Linked DNA regions of Drosophila melanogaster: region 2 is linked to region 1. Evidence: chromatin contacts called from public Hi-C data. All regions are on one chromosome and are shown on one strand. Each heading gives the region's core, a stretch centred on a gene start, on an enhancer-like site or on the middle of the called end of the contact. The rest is flanking DNA. Distances are from core to core; before and after follow the strand shown. Region 1 holds the start of lncRNA:CR44903 (long non-coding RNA:CR44903). Region 2 holds the start of CG43338.

The links. Hi-C and Micro-C count contacts between places; a contact is called where the count stands out from the background.
Region 2: a Hi-C map of the Kc167 cell line shows a contact between it and region 1, with 2.4 times the contacts expected there. The contact joins the promoter of CG43338 here to the promoter of lncRNA:CR44903 in region 1. A contact is called at or near these places in 10 of 107 Hi-C or Micro-C datasets (the Kc167 cell line, the S2 cell line, cellular blastoderm embryo and 2 more).

The regions. Positions count from the first base shown.
Region 1 is chr2L:18,522,102-18,527,763 of dm6, reverse strand. It overlaps lncRNA:CR44903 (long non-coding RNA:CR44903), which reads left to right and starts at 3,823. Exons shown (of 1, transcript NR_124367.1): 1 at 3,823-4,493. CG10211 reads right to left here. Exons shown (of 9, transcript NM_001299114.1): 2 at 318-898; 3 at 1-250.
Region 2 is chr2L:18,667,800-18,673,956 of dm6, reverse strand. CG43338 reads left to right here and starts at 2,711. Exons shown (of 5, transcript NM_001259151.2): 1 at 2,711-2,925; 2 at 4,394-4,519; 3 at 4,592-5,416; 4 at 5,478-6,157. The coding sequence starts at 2,770. CG43339 reads left to right here and starts at 672. Exons shown (of 4, transcript NM_001299123.1): 1 at 672-1,397; 2 at 1,457-1,617; 3 at 1,671-2,065; 4 at 2,167-2,353. The coding sequence starts at 742. The coding sequence ends at 2,175. Mst36Fb (Male-specific transcript 36Fb) reads left to right here. Exons shown (of 4, transcript NM_001169539.1): 3 at 1-273; 4 at 331-594. The coding sequence ends at 510.

The DNA.
Region 1 (5,662 bases), core at 2,574-5,073:
TCCAGGAATACGTCCTCTTCGGACCAATCGGGATTGATGTGCGACAGCCGCTCGCCGATGTTGTTGTGCTGCTGAAGCAGAGCTCGATGCAGTGCTCCAGTGGCTCCAGCCACCTGACAGTACTTGCAGGACTCCACCTTTACACCACCGCTGATGTAGGTGCGCAACTGGTCGAATTCATGGCGCGTGGAGCCATACAGTCCAGAGCCATCAATGTAGGCCGAGGCAATGTTCATCTGCTGGCGAGTGTCTGTAATGGAATGGAACCATATTTATTGTACACAGAATACCTATTTTCTGGAGCCTCTTAAGCTTACGCTTCTGACACGCCTCCAAATCGAATCCTGGTGCCGATCGCTTGTACTCCTTGCAGTCGGGTCCCGCCCGTACGAAGCAGTGCTGCAGCTCGCTGGGATCCTTGACGGCGGAGTCGCGCTCGCAGCACTTTCCGGAGATGGGAAGCTGTCCTACCTCGACTAGGTCATTGGCCAACAGTTGACCCCAGGCGGGCAGCATGGCAGTGATGTGCGCGTGGCGCAGCTCGCCTTCCACATGGCGCTGCAGTTGCTCGATCACCACCTCGGCATCGGGTAGAGCATGGGTTCCCTTGGAGGTCCTCGGCTGGCTCACACCATCGGCATAATCAGCAGCCAGCAGACGCTGGAAGATATCTCCCCGGGCACCCCACTTTCGGTGGGAGACGTTGTTGCACTCAGCTGTTGGCTGGCGGTACTTGCTCGGCGGGCAAACGTCATAGTCACCGGCCACACTGCCCTCTGCCTCCGCGGAGGATCCACAAGGGGTCAGGGAACGGGCACGTTCGGAGCTCAGGGCATTGATGGCGGCATTCTCAAGGTCCTCGGGGATACGGAGTGTCAGACTGGAAGCGCAAAGGCACCTGGAAAATAATGGAAAACAATAACACTATTTATTTGGCCATTGAAAGATAGCTTAATCACTTTCATATAATTTTATAATAACCCACAAAAAACGATTTTAGGGTTTCGGGTTTATGGTAATAAAATACTATCGCAACCGAAAAAATGCAAGTGTCTGATGAATAAAATACAATTAAGCTTGCCGATAAGCAGACTTTAGGTGATTGCTGACTCATCAAAACAACTATCAACCCACGGAATTTTTCTGCTGATAAAATTCCCAAACACAAACTGATTTTAACTGAATGATAGCAATCCTTTTGGGTTTACTCAGAAGTTTAAAGGTTTTTCCTGCTACTTTGTTATCACAAATAGGTTTAACCCAAAAGCTTTAATCACGTGTTTTTAATTTGCGCAGAGTAGTCTCCGTTTCACTCATTCATGGGATCGCATCGCATTTTCCGGCATTTAATTACAAGTTTTCTCACATCGCCATCGTTTGCTCACACTGTTCATCAAACGCGGCACAGACAACAAAAAACTGAAACTGAAACTATGCATATAAAAAGCTATTTAATAGAGGAGGCGTAGGTCTGCGATTTTCTGTCTAACCGGATATGAGAAACGACTGTCGAACTAATCAATTTTGAATTATGAACAATGACGCTGTCTGCCCCCAAATGGCTATAGATGACTTATTGACTGACTGACTGAATGGCTGACTGAATGGCTTATTAAGCCGCACTTCGTTGGCCTGTCATTATGCTATTCTATTGATTTCGGCCAGCCGTCTCGGCTCACGTGACGGAGTTTCTTTTGTGGTCGGTTGCATTGACATTAATTTCCGAATTGAAGTCTTTTGTCAACAGCAACAATATGCAATTTATGTGCTTGCCCCTGACGTCTAGATCCGCGATTATGCAACACTCTGCAATCTGGTGGATGTGGGCGTAGAAGATCCGCTTTAAGAATCCGCTGAATTTGGTGTTTGGGTAAACGTCCTCACCTTCCCCTACATAAATTTTTGCCAAACTCCGCTGATCCTAAATGATATTCAAGCAGAGTTACCTTTCTGGTTTCGGTTTAATTGGTTTTATTTTTGCTTATTTTATTGAGTTATACACACATATATTTTGTTTAGCACTCATTTAAAAGTTGAACGTAATTTGTGGTATTTCGTTCGGGTTGTTTAGACGAATGTTCAAGGCTATTGTATGATTAGTAACTTTTAAGTGACCGCTTGTGGTGTCTATCTAAACAGATTCCAGACGATTATAATGTTTCGAGATAGCTACGTTTGGGTATATGAACTTGTCTTGAGTTCAAGATCCACATAAATCGATGTTGTTTGTGAAAAAACGCAGGAAATGTTTGGGTAATGATGGAGTTTTCATGGTTAAGATAAATAAGATGTACCATCTTGGACACATAATCTTGGTTATTAGGAGGTAATTTGGGTCACAAGCCTCTATCATTTATTCGCCATCAATGAAATCCCATTACAAAACAAAATTCATTATTGCGATTCTGGCATAAAAAAGGAAATGCCAAATGAAGTAACGATTACCGAAAATAACTCGTAATGCGATTACCCATTTGCCAGGTGCGTGGCTGCCCATTGAGGCCAGTCAAATCCATAACGATTGGCCAATATGCAGGCAACGGACGGCAGGCAATTGGCACACATAAGTTAATTTATTGCCGGGCACGAGTAATCCCCTTTAGTTGTACTTTTGCAGAACTTGACTGCCGACACGTATCTCAATAACTTGGCCGAAACCGAAACCGAGCTGAAAGCGAAAGCAGAAGTGCTGGCAATTTACATTTGTTTGTTTATGGCTTTTATGCGGCATGGAGCGGGTCGTCTGGTATTTATGTCACCAACTGAAATGCAAAAATGTGTGTCATGCCTCGCCACTGATGGCACCCATAAACCAAACAAACAAAACAAAAAAAAAAAATAAAATAGCGTTAAAAAGCAAATAGAAATGCACGACACATGCCGCATATACGTTATTTAACAACATTATGACATCAATAGTTAGCATTTCTTTTTTATTTTTATCGAGCGTCGTTTGCTGAAATCCAACAATTAAATACAATAAATATTGAAAAGGAAAGTTCGTGTGGAGTTTATCAATCAGTCCATTGGCAAACGGCAGCAGAGATTGTTTTTAGGTAGTTTTAAGCATTTCAAAATTTTCTGATCTGCGTATATGTTACTTCAAGTTGTTTTTGGCGAAATTTATTTATTTGTTTGACATTCATTTGATTTGTTCTGATAACCAGTTGGCAAACGGAAACAGCAGCCAGTATGGTAATCCCCAAAAAAATTATCTGAATTTAAGTTGAGTCAAATTCCTCGTAAAAATCACACTTGATCATCGGTCATATCAACATATTTCGGGGTAATTGGTTTTATATATTGATTGAGTCTCAATACTCAGATGCATGTACCTATTGTCAGCGACAGCTTGTGGTATTTGCATTCTGTTTACAGCCGTTTTACAATCGGTAGTTAGTCATTCTCTCGATCGATTGGCAATTATAAAACACGTGAGTAAGAACTGTAAAAATACCAAATGGCACATCCAACAAGTCAAACCAGTTGCACAAAATAGCTGACGAACGCGTGCCAGTCCTAAAATAGTTGACTTTAGCGAAGCAACCAAGCAGCTTTCATAAAACCCATCACAATTGCAAGCAATAAATCGTTGTTAATTTGACTTATTAAATAAATATTGCACAACGCGCTAGCTGGTTGGATATTATGCTATTTTGCGATTTGCATAAATTCCCGGTGATGTCGATAAGCGATGTATGTTTAATTTGCAAGTGCTGATAGTTCGGTAGCTCTGCGCAATTGAGAGTCACGAATTAATTGTCTGTGCAAATCATGAGTTAAGTGGCCTTAGATAAAGCACTCACTACCCACACACGAATGAACACTGTGCGTCAACATAAGCGGCTCGGGAATACTTAGAAGCGGAAAATATCCGAACACAATCGCTTTGCGCAATCAGCGGGAAAACAAAAGACTTAGGCAACAAACTTGACTCGCTGCCAATTGCCAAATCATGCAGCACTGGTAACAGCAGCCGATACAAAAATTACTTACGCCTGCGAAGAAGGCTTACACAAATGGGTTAGTGTGGCACTAGCCAGCAATAATAACAAAAAAAAAAAACACAATTGCGGAAGCCATCAAGTGTTTGGTATGCGCATTACTCATGCGAACGCCCGTTTGACGTCGTTTTCATTATCAACAGTCCGCAGTGCTGCCGCCTGGCCAAATATGCAGACGGGCCGACCAAACACATATGTACGAATCGCCTGTATATATCTTCATCCGTATTTTGCACGCTTCTCGACGGCTGGCAACACCCCTGGCATCCATGTGTTTCTGCAATTACTCCAAAGGCACGTACCGTCATCGTCATGTGACTTTGCACATGATTTCCTACCACCAACACAGGCAACAGGAAAATCAGCAACGCCAGCGACAGCAGTAAATACTACCACAAAGGCGTGGAACAAACAAGAAAGCGAAAGTGTTTTCCACAAAAGTCGAGTCCTGCATACTCTACTGACAAAACTTAAATAATCAGCTAGCTCAAGTATTTTCAGAATTCTGAAACATGGAAAATAATTCAATTCCTTCTTTGAAATCAATACGATAATGATCAGATAAGATATTTATTAATATATTTCACCAATGCAAAAATACCCACAACATCCTGCTTAGCAGGTTGAAATTTTTATTACAGCTAAAATAGATTCGCATACCCTCCTGCAATCATGTGATGGTCATGTGATCAGCAAAATACACTCCCCAAACACTTTTTGTTTCACTCTGGGTTTGTGGTTTTTTTGTTGTGTTTATTACACAGCCAGTTTCTTGGCTCTGAACATTGCACAATGGGTAGGAGTCGACCGGCCCGAAAACTAGACAACAGGCTATGAAAATACTCATGATTGAATACATTACGCTCTTACCCAGTTTGTATGGCTCTTTCTTGGACGGATGAGGAAATATGCATGAAAAAACCTACAGAAGATCTGCACACAGAAATTTTCAAGTGCACTTCATTACCATAACGATGTTCATTGGCAACTTTGATGATCATCACCAGCGACACACGAACGTCGAGTGCAGGCATGATGCAATTTTCATGTTTACTTCTTTTTTCAGTGACGTTCATCGATGTGGCTTCCAATATTGGTTACATTGCCAAGTCTGTAGTTGCCGCAGATGCTGCTGGCTGCTGGTGAACGTTGCTTGAACGCCAGCCAAGAGGCGTGAAGATCATAATTCTATGCCGGTGTGTGTCCCCTCATGGGGCCGTTGCTTTTTATGGCAAGAAAGTGTAAACGTTGGCAAAGTCACGCGCCGCAGACAGCCATATGGATATACGAATATTCGAATAGCGGGGCGTAACTTTCGTTTTCATTGCGAAAGTGCATACAACTTGATATTGGTAAATAATTCGAAGAGCAGCTTTTGGCCTCGTATCTCCATATCTTACAGGGTGTTGCCTGCATGCAAATCGTTGGAAGTTTTCATTTGATTTACGATCAAATGTCAGTCGGTTACCGGTTAAACGCCAAGGTCGCAGTTTGTTGGCCAACTGCCACCCAATCGGGCAAAAGGGAAAATATAATCATCCAATTTCAGGCCTAAAACTCTGTAATCGGCGTTTTATGTTGACAACGCCAAGATGATCGTTTATAATTTACAAATATTTGACGCGTAATTTACCAAGATTGACAACGCACCCTGGTGT
Region 2 (6,157 bases), core at 1,462-3,961, 150 kb before region 1:
CTAAATGACCTGGAGGTACAAGCATTGCAGGATGAAAAGGTGCGCAATTCCTCCGAGCTTATATACTCGCTAGAGGTGGGAAAGCTTAGGGAAAGCGTCAGAGTGTGGCAGGAGCGACTTGATACCGATTTGGAGAACGCCGAAGTCACGTGTACCGTATCCAAGCTTGCACTGCAAAAGGTCAAGGACGATATTAAGTTCTATAAAGAACAGAAGGACATGTATCTCCAGCGAATCGAAGAAGTGCAGGCTATAATTGCTCAGGAACAGGGGGTAAGTCTATATGAAGTGATTCAGTGTTTGAATTACCACAATAACACATATGTTTAGGTATTTGGTTCCACGCGAAGCCGATTGTCCAGGAAGTCGGTTCGAAATTCCGAGAGAAAGTCCGAAAGGATGTCGGAAAAAAAATCAGAGAGGAATTCCGAAAATAAGATAGGACGAAAATCTGAAAGGCTTTCTGAGAGACGGTCTGAAAGAAAGTCCCGAAATTCCAAAATGCCATAGAAGATTCTCCGGTTTGGCCTCTATTAATTTACCTATGTGTTTGCAATTTACCAAAGATTACATTAAACATTTTTTTTTAACGTTAGAACGACTTCTTTATTAATAAAACTAATTCCTACCTAAAAACATTGAAATCACACAGCAGTTGTGTTTCTTTTTATTAAAAATCTGACATTTATATAAAAAAACATTTGAGTGGGGAAAAGCTAAATAAAAGCCCAACAAATTATAATGGATGTGTTAATGGAGGAAAAGGAATCGGATCCTTTTGCGATTCAGTTCCCCTTGCCGGATCAGCTCGATCCCTCCCAATGCCGTGATAAATTCCTTAGCACAATCATCGAGGATCACGAACGCCGTGTGAGTTCGATGCTGGCCGCATTATCCCTTCGGAGCAAATCCGTGGTTGATTATGCTGTGGAGACCGTGGATCGGGTGGTCGAAAATGGAGCAGAGGCTATGGTGGTGCGGCAGATGGCCAGGATGCGGAAGAGGGAGAGCGGAAGGAAGACCGTTCAGGAGGCCATAGAAAGCATTAAATTGCGTTCGTCCATGATGACCGAGTTGAATATCAAATGCCAGAAGGCGGCCATCGAGTTCCTATCCGTTCGCCTGCTGAAGCAACTGCGTCTGTTTTCCAGTCCTTGGCCCGGAAAGATCGACGAGATTCCCTACAATCTGTTCAAGTGGTCGCTGGATCACTTCCTGGCACGACTGGAACATAACCAGTTGTACCTGGACGTGATCCATCGCGAACGGAGTTCCGAGGATCTCGACTGCGTAAAGTTCCGAACTGATCTGAAAGAGATCGAACAAATTCTACACGAAATGCGAGAGGACTTTCAAAAGGATGACGACCTTTGCGAAAATAGCATACAACTAATACGGTATTGGCCCCATTTCCATCAAGAAGAACATTCTATATTGGAAACACTTATATTCTTAGAGATTGCAAGTACAACACGGTTGGTGCTTGGATTAAGGACCTCAAGGACAATTGCCGGATCAAGGAGGGAATGAGCAACAGTAGCCTGGCAGTGGAATCCAGCGTATCCAGTCTGGATATCAATCGAACTGCACTCGTAGACCTCTTCGAGGGCAGTAGTTGTGAGTTGTAAAATATTACAAAAATTTAATGTATCTTTTGTACATTTTCATAGTGACTGATCCGATACAGATGCGTTACCATATCAAGTGGGTAAACAGCTGTATGGATCAGAGACTAATGCTTAACTGTAAGCGCGAGGATCTGCTGAGGAAGGAGTTAATGGAACTGAAAACCAAGCTGGAACAGGACATGACGGTGCAGCGCAGCTCGGAGATGATATACTCCTGGGAAGTGGAAAAGCTTAAGACACGCAATAGGGAGTGGGAGGTCAAGCTGGAGCGGGATCTGGAAAGCGCCGAGGTGCAGTGCACGATCGCCAGGCTCGCACTGCAGAAGGTCAAGGACGATCACAAGCTCTGCTTGGAACAGGAGGAAATGTACCTTCGAAAAATAGCCGAGATCAAAAAGTTGATGGAAACGCAAACTAAAGCTCGTCAACAAAAACAGGTGGGCTATATAGATATTTCCCTTTACAAGCCTTTACAAATTAGTTAATCTTAAAGATGATATGTAATTGAAAATTAATATAAATTGTTTAATTTCGCTAGGCAAAATAAGCAACGGAAGTGAAATCACCATGTATAAGCGCCAGGAATCCAAAATGAAGCAGGCGAAATGCTGGAGCTCATCAAAATTCGACAACTATTATTTATGTTGGCAACCCAAACAAAATAATCAAAATCCCGAAATGCATGAACTTAACCCCAAAGGGTTGTTGCCTTCAAAGTCACTGTCAAAGGATCAGGCCATTAAGGGGGTTATTCCATCGGACGGGGAGTGGGCGCCAAGTTAGGGCAAACATTTACCATATTCATTATTTTTGGCGGAGACAAATGAAATTACAGGCAAACGGCTGCGGGGTAACTGCCCCTCCTACCACTCTACGGCTATTGCAGTTTAGAAAATCGAATTATGTGCACTTTAGTCACCGTAGTTACCCACCAGGAACCACACCCTCACCATCTAGTGTAGTATCGCCTCATGCATAGTTATTTTATGCGCCGTGGCAACCTGAAAGTTGCCGCATAACTTTGCCTCTTCTTGTTGCCTGGTCGGGTCGGGTGTATTATTTACGCTTAGAAAACATAGAGTAGAATTTTTCCAACGCCAGTCGGAGGCGGATCGAGTTCATCCGGATAAAATCCATTGGAATGCCACTTAATCCGCGACCCACGACCAATGGCAACACACCCGAGGACTGGCAGGTGTTCGAGGTCTTGTTCGGTGCTGATCAGGACCCGAAAACGATTCCCGCACGGATGACCACAATGTCACCTTTGCCACAACCAGCCATTCCATTTTGCCAGGTGAGTAGTTTTTGTCGCTTAACTATTTTGCCAAAATCGTGCGCCAAATTGCCATAAAAGCGTGTAGACATCATATCAAGATAGATTTATGTGAATTCGCAATTGAATAACGACTTTTGTTCGCTATTTTTTATGTTTCAAATGTATGCGGTTGTTAGGGGAACTAATGATGTTTGTGGGGGGATTTGCATAAAACTCGATTGGTCTGGGGGATACAGTGGTTCGTATTGCCATGTGGGTGGGGCTGCATAATCAAAATATACATATGAATGATTGTAAAGCTATTCATAAACACACAATAGGATAAAATGGAGCCATTGCATCTAATTTACTGAATTGAGGACTTGTGAAAGCCTAAGGAGCAAGCCCAAAATCAAGTTCAATGAAATATCTTTTAAATGTTTGAAACATTTCCCATTTCGCCCATTTCAATTTCATTAAAGAGGCAACCTGAATTGGCTTCATAATTAACCCGGCCAAGCTTATCGAATGTTCAACACATTTCAGTTCCCAATTGTCTTGCCGTTGCTCCTTCCTAAATTGCAGACAATTGGCCAAAAGTTGCACACCTCATTTTCCGTTTCCGGCCAAGTTGAAAATTTCCATCGTATATCCATCCACCTAGCCCCGGAGCACCCAAAACCCCAAACCCTGTGGCGTCCGCACTTGCGTGCGTGAGTCCGTTGTGGATATTGCATTTGATACTTCGCCACTTGGCGCCATGTGAATGACCCAAATAATCCAAACAAACTGCAAAGTTTCCCCCATGTGTAAGTGTAATCGTGGCTACACCTTTCGAGCTCCACACGGCTGCCCCCCTATCCAAAGCCCCTTGCTCCTGCCATTGAGCTCGTTTTCACTTGGAGCATAAATTTGAGCACTGTGTGATGTTATGTTGGGGTAAATTCCTCGGTGCCATGCATCGGACTCCCCTCAGTTGTTAGGTGGAGGTTGTTAGGCTTCCGAAAGTGGTTATTCCCGAACCAAAGTTCAGTTCTTCGACGGCTTTTACTGGGAACAGTTGACTTGGTTCTTGGAGTGCTTTAAATATTCGTGGCTCTAAATATGCCCAGTGAAAATCATCTGCATCACCATCACTTGGGACACACTGGTGGATTATCTCCGCATCATCATCACTTGGTGGGCATTGGGACAATGTTAATGCCATCACAGTTAAAAATTACATATTATAATTAAAAGTACAATTAAAATTTACAAAAAATAATGAAAGTCTGAATGGTTCAAAACCATTTTATCTTAAATTGTATAAATATAACTTTAATAACAGGAAAATGTGAAAATGGTACATTTATTTAATAGAGCCAATATATTCAAGAATGTAGAAAGTATACATTTTTTGAAAATGTTTTCTAAACTAGGAAATTAGATAAATTTATATGTAATTAATTAATAACTCCGCAAATCAAAACCTTTTGTGTGTTCTCCAAATTTAAATGCGATTATCCAGCTGGACACATCCTGCAGCAATACGGGAATCACTGTGACAGAACATCATCATGGTCTCGACTTGACCACCACACTGCGCAGTGAACTGGCTGCGTTGTCCTACAAAAAGGAGCGACTTACGGGGGAGGTAAATAAAAGAATCAATTTATTATAGAATCAAGTAATGCAAAGGATATACATATACTTACACTTATCCTAGCTTGCTGAAGCGCGTGCAGCATTGTGCAGCAAAGATGCGGATATCGAGAATCTGCGAGCCCAGGCTGCTCGGCAGACTGCCCTCATCGGATCCCTCCAGAGTCGTCTGCAAAACTCGGAGAGCAGGGAGCAGGCTGTCCAGGCCCGATGTGATTCCACCATTCAGACGGTGCAGCGGGAGAAGCGTAGCTCCGACGAGCGCAACAAAGAGCTAATCTGCAAGATACAGCATCTGGAAACGCATATGGCCAGTGAGGAATCGCAAAAGGAGCAGATCAAGGCTCAGCTGCACGATCTCCTGCGACGCCTTAGCATCACTTTGGGAATGGATGTGTGCGATGGCAATCAGAATTCCCATGCCACACCCGAGTGCATCATCTCGCGGGCCGAGGAGGTGATGGTGGAGCTGCAAAGGACGAAAGCCAAGGTCAGTTCCACCTGCGACACGCTCAGCTCCTGCGAAAATGAACTGCTCAACTTGAAGTCGCTGGCCAACATTGAGAAGCAGCGGCTCACGGCCCAACTTGATGGAGCTGGCAATCACAACCACGAGTTGGAAGGACGCTGTCGCCAATACGAAAGGGATCTTCAGATCCAAAGAGATCGCTTGACTGAATCGGAAATCAACGGCGAGAAGCTCAAGGAAGAGCTGCGCGGCTTTGAGTCGCGATGCCATCGTTTGCAAAACAACCTGGACCGGACTCAGGGCGATCGTCTGCAGTTCTTGCGGGGATTGAGCAATCTCTTGAATGTTCCCGAACCGTGCGAAACGCTCATCAAGGACAAGCTGAGAGAGATTCTGGCGGAGAACCAGGCCATGCATGCGGTAATCGAACTTATTAATTCATAATTCATTTAAACAATAAACCAATTTGTATACCCTCTAGCAAATGCACTCTCTGCGAGATCAGCTGAACTCGGAGCATGAGAAGCTTAAGGAAACCCAACAGACCACCGAATGTCGCCTCCGTTCTGGCGAGGCTCAGAAATGTGAGCTAACTGAGCGCTTGGAGAAGTGCCATGCCGAGATCCATACTCTTCGAAAGGATCACATGGGTCTATCGGAGTTCCTGCAGCGACTGGCCCTCGCGATGAACTGGGGTGAGTGCTCTGCCCCTCCGGCTCTTGGAACTGATACCAATCTAATGGCGGAGAACTTGCTTGAGAGAGCCGAGAGACTCGCCGCTCACTGCGACCACGAGGCACCTCATCATCATCATCATCATCACAGTCCGGATAAGGGTTGCTGTGATCACGGACATGGTCATGGGAAACTTCGCCGCGAGAGATCCTGTCATGACATTCCCCTCAAGGAAAGCAGCAGTGTCTACAACCTGCAGCGACGTGTTCGAGTTCTCAGGGAGCAAGTGCAGCGACGGGATCTCCACCTGGAGCTACTGCGTCGCAAGCTGGCCATCATAGAGGACGGTGCGCGAGGAAAGTGCATGTTGCAGGGTGAACGGGATGAGGCGGTTTGCCGGGCCAAGAAGGCGGCCAAGCAGGTGGACAAGTTGAGTGCCCAGCTGGCCGATGCCCGATCTCAGATAGCAGAGGTCAAGGCCCAGCT